2 separate regions of the Mus musculus genome follow, and region 2 is linked to region 1. Evidence: chromatin contacts called from public ChIA-PET data. All regions are on one chromosome and are shown on one strand. The core of a region is the stretch at or near the end of the contact, and the rest is flanking DNA. Distances in the headings are between cores, read along the strand shown. Region 1 holds the start of Akt1 (thymoma viral proto-oncogene 1). Region 2 holds the start of Nudt14 (nudix (nucleoside diphosphate linked moiety X)-type motif 14).

Region 1 (3,869 bases), core at 574-3,073:
AGGATAGTGCCTGCATCCTACCAAGCTGCCAGGGATGAGAGGGAGGAAGACCTCTGTGAGAGAGGGGGGAAGACCTCTGTGAGGGGGGAAGAGGGTCAGGAACCACAGGTTGGTTTGTTTGTTTTTGGTTTTTGGTTTTTTTTTTTTTGAAGATTTATTTATTATTATACATAAGTACTGTAGCTGTCTTCAGACGCACCAGAAGGGGGCGTCAGATCTCATTACGGGTGGTTGTGAGCCACCACGTGGTTGCTGGGATTTGAACTCAGGACCTTCGGAAGAGCAGTCATCTTACCCGCTGAGCCATCTCGCCAGCCCCCGGGACCAGTTTTTGTTGGAGAGCATGGCTGCAGAGCAGGCCAGTGGCAAGTCTCAGTAAGGCGGACCTTACTCACCTTGTGGCTCTGTCTAGGAGGCCCAAAGAGGTGTTGCCAAAGTGTGGACCCAGAAGGAGTCGCCTATCCCCCAACCCACTCCGGACTCGGGGGAAGATAGAGACACAAAGAAGGGAGGCGGGACTGGTTACTGCATAGAAACAGGGCTCACCACAGGTAGGAGCTGTCTCCAACAGTGGCTTCCAGGAAGAGCATCCGAGTGAGAAGGGTCACTAGAGAACAGCCAGAAATTGCTGTGTTCCACAAGAGGGCGCCCTGCTGGCTCTAACTGTGTAGCAACGGGATGGGGGAAGTAGGAGAGGAGGAGTTGGGGGCCTGGGGTGAAGGTTTGCTGGGCGAGTGATGGATATTTGTGTGACTCTCAGCCTCTGAAGGCCACTCTCAGGGTCAGGGATACTGCTGGAGCAGAACAGAACTGCTGCTGAGCCTCTGACTTAGCGCCCTGGAGGCTCTCTGAGCTGGGGCAGCTGTGCAGCAGATAGGGCACAGAACAGAGCCCCCCATCCCCATCCCCGTCTGAAGGGTATGGGGCGTGGCTGAGAGGAGAGTGAGTTCTTCTCCGGGAGTGGGGTGTGCTTCCCAGGTCAGCCCCAGGAGCCCGAGAAGGAGCTCCGATTTCCATCCTGGGCGATAGCGTGGACTACTAAATCTACCCTCTTGTTTACACTCCTGGTGAACTCTGACCCTTGTATGAAAAACAAAAAATGCCCCCTGGTTAAAAATACCAAACACATGAAGGTAAATTCACAAAAGGGTTACTATCAAGTCGGGCTTCTGGGACGAGGGAGGGGCCCTGCGCAGGAACTGCTGAGGCTGGCCGAAGGGGGAAGGACTGAGGATGGATAAGAGGCAGGAACCACCTTGACTCTTCAATTCCGGGACACCATAAGGAACCGCCCCCCAAGCCTCACCCATCTGAGTCCACAGCAAGGTCTTGGCTGACTGAGTCCTACCCCTGAATCTGCCCCCTCTGGGTGTCCAGGTGTGCTCCCGTCCTCCCTGTCACCTGGGGAGTCCTTATCAGTTGCTGTGGCAGGCAGTACTGGGTTGGATGAGCCCTCAATAGCCTTCTTTCTTGTGTTGGCTGGCCTTTAGGACACCGGTGACCGGTCTCTCCCGGCTCCCAAGATGGGGACAGTTGGGCCTCTTGAGAGTCAAACTGATTCACTTCCCACGCTGGCCTCCCTCCTTGGGGTCTGGAGAGCTAGGCAGGGAAGGGCCAGGTCCCACAAACCGGGAAACCCAGACCAGAGCTGGAGCTCTGGATCTGCGGCGGGGCTCCGTTACCCGCGTGGCCCTGGCTCGGGGCCACCCGAGGGCGGCGCCTGCGGGGCCGCGCTCGCGCTCACGGGGTGCCTCGCCCTGGCCGCGGGCCGCGCCGGGGGCGCCCGGGGCGGCGGAGGCGGATGTGGGCGGGCGGCGCGGGCGCGGGGCGGGGAGAAGGCGGGCCGGCGGCGGCGGCGGCAGCACCGAGTCGGCGGGCGGCCGGCCCAGCGCGGCAGCGCACGCGAGTCCGGGACCAGCGGAGCGGACCGAGCAGCGTCCTGTGGCCGGCACCGCGGCGGCCCAGATCCGGCCAGCAGCGCGCGCCCGGACGCCGCTGCCTTCAGCCGGCCCCGCCCAGCGCCCGCCCGCGGGATGCGGAGCGGCGGGCGCCCGAGGCCGCGGCCCGGCTAGGCCCAGTCGCCCGCACGCGGCGGCCCGGTGAGTGCCCGCGCCGCGCCCTGTTCCGGGCCGCGGCCACCCCGCTTTGTTCCCGGCCGCGCCGCGCCTCGGAGTAGGAGCAGGAAGTGGCCGAGCGGAGGCCTGGGCGGGGAGCGCGCGGGGCCGGGCTGGTCGCGCAGGAGGCCCACGCCGGCGAGGGTGCGGGCGGCCGCTGCGTGACCTTGGGTGGCCGCTCCACGGGGCCAGGTCGCGGGAGAGGGGCGCTGTTGGTGTGCGCAGTGGGGGCCGGTGCGCCCTGGGGCCTGGGGCTGCCCGGGCACTCGGCCAGCGAGGGTAGGAGAAAGGCTCGCCCCGCGGCCTGCGTGCGGTGGGAGGGCCCTGGGAAGGAGAACTCATTTCCCACGGACAGAAAGTTGTGCGCGGTGGCACAGTGCCCAGGCTAGCCCACAAAGGACTGCTAACCCTCCTGGGCCCGGAAGCTGCTTCCTGGACTAGGTGGTTTCTGGAGGTGCCGGGGGGGGGGGGGGCCTTGAGGACGGCGTGGACTCGGTCTCCCGGATCCGGGATACTGGCTGAGCTGATGGAATTGTCTAAAGAGGACTGGTTTCTAAGTTGGGCGGTGGTGGAACCTTGGGCCTCTGCTGTGTGGCCAAACTCCTCCTTCCCCCAGGCCCCTGGTCTTGCTCCAGGTGGCTAGCCTTGACTGCCTAGAGCCATCACTAAAGTGAAGGGCGAGTCGCCTTGGTGGGGCCCCAGCTGGGCGTGTGGCTCACGGGCCAGTGTCCCAGAGGGGCTGAACTCTTAAGACTTAACAATAGCAACCATATGCCCTTACGGCATGGCATGGTGGGAAGAGTGTCCCATGCTTAAGTCGGCTTGATGTGGACATTGGCGTTAACATGGCTGTGTTTCTTCACTCCGTGTGTATGAATTTATTTTTACACGGCTCTGGACAGCTGACTGTCATCAGCAGACCTTGGGGCTGGGTGGGGGTAGGGGACATCCACCGAGAGAGATCTTGCAGTACAGCCCTCTGCCTCCAGGCCACACCCACTCTGACAGTCACTGAGCTGGGATTTCTTCTTGGCTTATCTTTTTCGTTCTGGCTTTTAGTCGCCACCTGCTTGCTGAGGGAAGGGCTCTTTCCTTCTTGGGCCAGGTGTGGTCTTTCCTACTTTGGCATTTGGCATTTGACACATAGCAGCCGGCCTCCCTTTTGTTCCACATTTAGCTTCATACAAGGCAAAGTGACAGAGACTCTGGGTGCCAGCTTGTGTCTTCTGGGCTAGAGAGATGACATAGGGGGTTGCCAGTCAGCTGTAGTAGACCCTAGTTGGGATCTATTCCACGGCGGCCTTCCAGTCTTTTCCTGGGGATTGTCCACATGAACTCCAGGTGGAGGGACAACACAGGCTTGCTGGTCAAGGGCTGTTCAGGTGCACTTTCCCAGAATGTCCAGACTTGGGGATATTTGAAGGATACCTAGGTGTCCCTCTGGAAGAGAAGCAATTGGGGGGCGGGGGGATCTTTGCGAGGTGAGCTGGCACCCTTTGCTTTGCACAGGCTAGCTAGTTGGCCGCTGCAGGACCCTTGTGTGTTACCTGCCCTGTTTGTGGGCTCCCGGATACTGTAATTGTGGGTCGTAACCACTGCTTTGGGTGTTCCCAGCAGGCTGTCTCAGAGTCTCTCTGTCTCAGGCGTAGGGTGAAGGCTCGACAGAACCATATGTGCCTAGTGTGTACTCACCAAGTGAAGGGGACAGCTTCACAGGCAGGGTGCTGTGTTCCCAAGGGGTCTGGGGTTCTGCCT
Region 2 (3,667 bases), core at 1,128-3,627, 270 kb before region 1:
GGCCTTGCATCCTCAACTCCTTGGCAACTCTAGCCCAGCCACCCCCAAGCAAACACACAGACACTTGGAAGGTCCAGCCAACACAGCACTCAGGCCCTTGTCCAGCACGAGGGAGGCAGACAGAAGTGAGGTCCCATAAAGGCTTCAGTGGCCTACAGGTTGGTGGAAGTAGCCCTTGGAGACAGACAGCAAAGCAACCTCCTGGTGCTGGAGGAAGCCGATCCAAGCCGGTCACCACTGTACATGCACACTCAAGCGATTGTGCTTGTCTGATTGTTGTTTGGAATGGGGTGGTATGGACAGAGCTGAGGGTAGCGGCTTCTTACAGATGAGTCTGCTCTGCCACAGCTGACACAGGAGAACAGGGGCAAGGCCTCAGTTTACAAAAAATAAGAGGCCTTTGTGTTCCATAGTTCCCTGGTCTCCTAGTCTTGACTCAGTCCTTCCAGCCACCCTGTGCCTTGGGATCCTCATGTTGTACAGTATCCTTAAGTCCCCGGACCTACTTCCTGTCACCCCACTAGAAAAACACAGAACCTTGGCAGAACCCAGCACCCATCTAGACACACCCAGACCCTGGGCACCGCCCAAAAGCATTTTCTATCCCTGAGCCAGCAGAGGTCAGACCATCTGTGCCCAACAGCTCTCTGGGTATAGGACCTGCCCTACTGTGTGCCTGCTTTGTGTTCACATGGGGCCCAAAGAGGCAGAGAGAAATGTAGGTGTGACTGCTTAAGGAGCCTGAGGTGAGGGTGGCCCTAGTTATGAGGGCCCCCAGATGTGATCATATTGTCCTGAAAGGATGGAGGCAGAGTCCAGAGACCACCAGCAGAATGTCAGAGAGCAGGGAGCCAACAATGTTTTGAAGGTAGGGGATAGACCACATGCCAGAGTGGGACTTTCTAGGATCTGAGAGACAAGTCTGGAGACACCCAAATCCCAGCCAGGGACCTTGTGTTGGAGTCCCAGCATCCTGAACTGACTCTATAGAAGTTTGTCTTGCTGAAAGACAGCAGATGTAATAACGCTGACTTGTGGCCTCGTGTCTCATGATGTCTGCACTGTCCTGGACATGTGTTCAACGGGGTCTTTGGAACTCCAGGAAACGGCTTGCCGAACACAGAGATGGTTTCTCTAAGTCTTGGGCATTGGCAGCATGGTGCCTTCCCACCTCACCCCACCCACTTTTGACAAACCCCTCTCCATCCAGGCTCCTGCATTGCTCCCATGGGGACAATGATCAGCTATCTAACAGTACCACTCTGGGCCCTGGCCAAAGCCCCTTGGACAGACATATTTCTTGCTCCTGCACACAGGTAGCCCTTTCCTGTGGCCCAGGGATCCCAGAAACTCTACTCACCTCAGTTTATACTAACATTCAAATGTGACTTTCCCCCTACAATGATCTGTAGAGTTGTGGGGGCTTTCTGTTTTCCTCTCAGGCAGGCCCAGTGAGCACAGGTAGCCCCCGGCCAGTGACACTGGGCCCTTTAACATCTTCCTTTGCCTGAACTACTGGTTATAGCAGTGAGAACTCTGTGACTGGTCCCTATTGTCTACACACACTCTAGGGAGAAAGTCTGCCAGGAGGCCTCTGAAATAAAGGAAGACACCTGAGGGCTTTGGTTTCGGGGACTAGAGGAGCTCTTGGTTGATAGTCACTCTGACCTCCAGGACACTAGGTGGCCAGGCCAAAGCCTGGAAAGTTCAGTACTTTAGGAGAGGGATGTGTGTGTGTGTGTGTGTGTATGTGTGTGTGTGTGTGTGTGTGTGTGTGTAGTCTTTAAGAATGGCTCTCTGTGAACCATGTGTCCCATATAGTGAAGTCCTCTCTCCTTGAATCTAGAGTGGCCTGGAACTTTGGATGCATCTGGATTGACATAGTGATGGAGCAGATCTGGGGCCCTGAACAGCTGTTGTGAAATGTGTGCAGCAACATGGCCTTTGTGAAGAACAGAGACAGGAAGTCGCACTTTCTCTCAAACAGGGTCAGGTCAGCCTCTGTGTGGCTAGTGCTCTTCCCGGGGCCTTCCTTCACCAGCCTTTTCTCTTCAGATTTGTCTTCTATTCTCCCCTTCTGTACGCTTCAGTGGGGGCCCTGGCTCCCCAGACTTGGGAAGGGGGTGAGTTTGTTGCTAACCCCGGCCAAACAGACTCCCGCTCAGCTGACCTACCCCGGTGATCCCCTCTGATTTCCACCCGTTGGAGGCTTCATATACTACGAAGCCCTCTCCACCCTACTCAGTTCGCTTCCCCTTTATGCTGGCTTGGGGACTTGTCTGAAAGCGCCTCCCTCGCGCGCAGCACTCCCGCAGGTGCTACCTGGACTCTGTGGCCCGCCCTCCGCCCCGCCCCCCGGCCCGCCCCGCGTGTGAACTGGGCATGCCCAGAAGTGCGTAGACGCGCCCGCCGGCTTCGATCCGCGGAAGAATCTGCTCTGCGCCACCATGGAGCGCATCGACGGGGTGGCCGTGGGCCTCTGTGCCCATTCGCCCTACCTGCGGCCTTTCACGCTGCACTACCGCCAGGTGATCCGCCCCACTCGCGTGTCTCCGCGCTCTCCCCCCGCCCCCCGCGTTGCGGCCCCGGCCCCGCCCCCCGAGCTCACGACTCCGCCCTGAGCGGATTCTCAGAGCTTGAGCTCCGCCCTCCTGCAGTCCTGACGGCCAGTCGGTCAACCCGGAATGGCCAAGGAAGGACATGCAAAGAGAATCGCTCTTTCCTGAGGAAGATTTGACTGGCCCTCCATTTCTGACCGCCCATCGATACTTTTATGCAGTTAGACCCATTGATTACTCTGGGTATCAGGGCAGGAAAACTCTTGGATCAGGGCAGGAAGAACTCTTGGGGAACCCCACAATTGCAGATACCCTCCTTGCGCCTTCTTTCTAGCTCCTCCTTCAAGCCTTAACAGAAAGTCTGCTGTCACGAAGAAACCTCTTCAACTCAGTCTTTCGCAGCTCCCAGGTGTCTGTCTCCCAGAACAACAGGGCCATACATAGCTATCTCACATGACACCGTTGGGCACCTAGTAGGCACACAGAAAACATTTGTTGAACCTACTTGCTGCCTCTTCTCTTTCGTCTTACCCCATGGTCTTCCTTCTCCTCTACCCTGCATGGCCCTGTCTAGTAGGCCCCTGGCACGTTGCCCATTTCCATTCTCTATGCTGTCTGATACACAATTTTCCTGACCTGATCAATGTAGCCCTGACTGGGTTTCAGCTTAGATCAGACCGCCCAGGGCTTGGCGTTTGCCCAGCTCTCCCACTCCATTTCTCTCACCAGTGTTGTGGCCTCCAGCCTGCAAATTCCCTTGCCTCTGGTGTGTCTGCTGTGTGGAGGTCCTTTCCACCTACCCACTAGGCTAGGGAATTCTTCTCCCAGAGTGCAGTGAGGTAATACAGGCTTGAGGGAGCAACTGGGTTCAGTTGAGGAACAAAGGGTAGAGACACGGGGTGTGTGTGGGGGATCACACTTCTTTTCCCTTTCCTCGGCTGGTGACATGGGGTAGCCATGTGGCTCTTTCATACCCAGGACCTGGGGTTCTGGTGGGCTGTGGACGGTCCAGGCTGGTTCGTTCGCCCTCACTTCCTGGGAAGTGCTGTGGGGTGGCTTTACAGCTTTGGCTGGCATCCCACCAGCACATTTCCGCTGATGGCATTGGT

What was found. ChIA-PET counts read pairs in DNA pulled down with a chosen protein or histone mark.
Region 2: a contact with region 1 is called in an RNA polymerase II ChIA-PET map of memory CD8 T cells, with 106 read pairs. The contact joins the promoter of Nudt14 here to the promoter of Akt1 in region 1. A contact is called at or near these places in 6 of 39 promoter capture datasets (the C10 cell line, embryonic stem cells, fetal liver and 3 more), 2 of 484 Hi-C or Micro-C datasets (CD4 T cells and embryonic stem cells), 5 of 115 datasets of contacts at active chromatin or transcription factors (double positive thymocytes, embryonic stem cells, memory CD8 T cells and 2 more) and 2 of 9 other capture datasets (adipose tissue and liver).

The regions. Positions count from the first base shown.
Region 1 is chr12:112,672,230-112,676,098 of GRCm38.p6, reverse strand. Akt1 (thymoma viral proto-oncogene 1) reads left to right here and starts at 1,823. Exons shown (of 14, transcript NM_009652.3): 1 at 1,823-2,099. It overlaps Gm30150 (a long non-coding RNA gene), which reads right to left and starts at 1,623. Exons shown (of 3, transcript XR_381988.3): 1 at 1,402-1,623; 2 at 547-1,080; 3 at 129-408.
Region 2 is chr12:112,940,852-112,944,518 of GRCm38.p6, reverse strand. It overlaps Nudt14 (nudix (nucleoside diphosphate linked moiety X)-type motif 14), which reads left to right and starts at 2,377. Exons shown (of 5, transcript NM_025399.4): 1 at 2,377-2,528. The coding sequence starts at 2,448.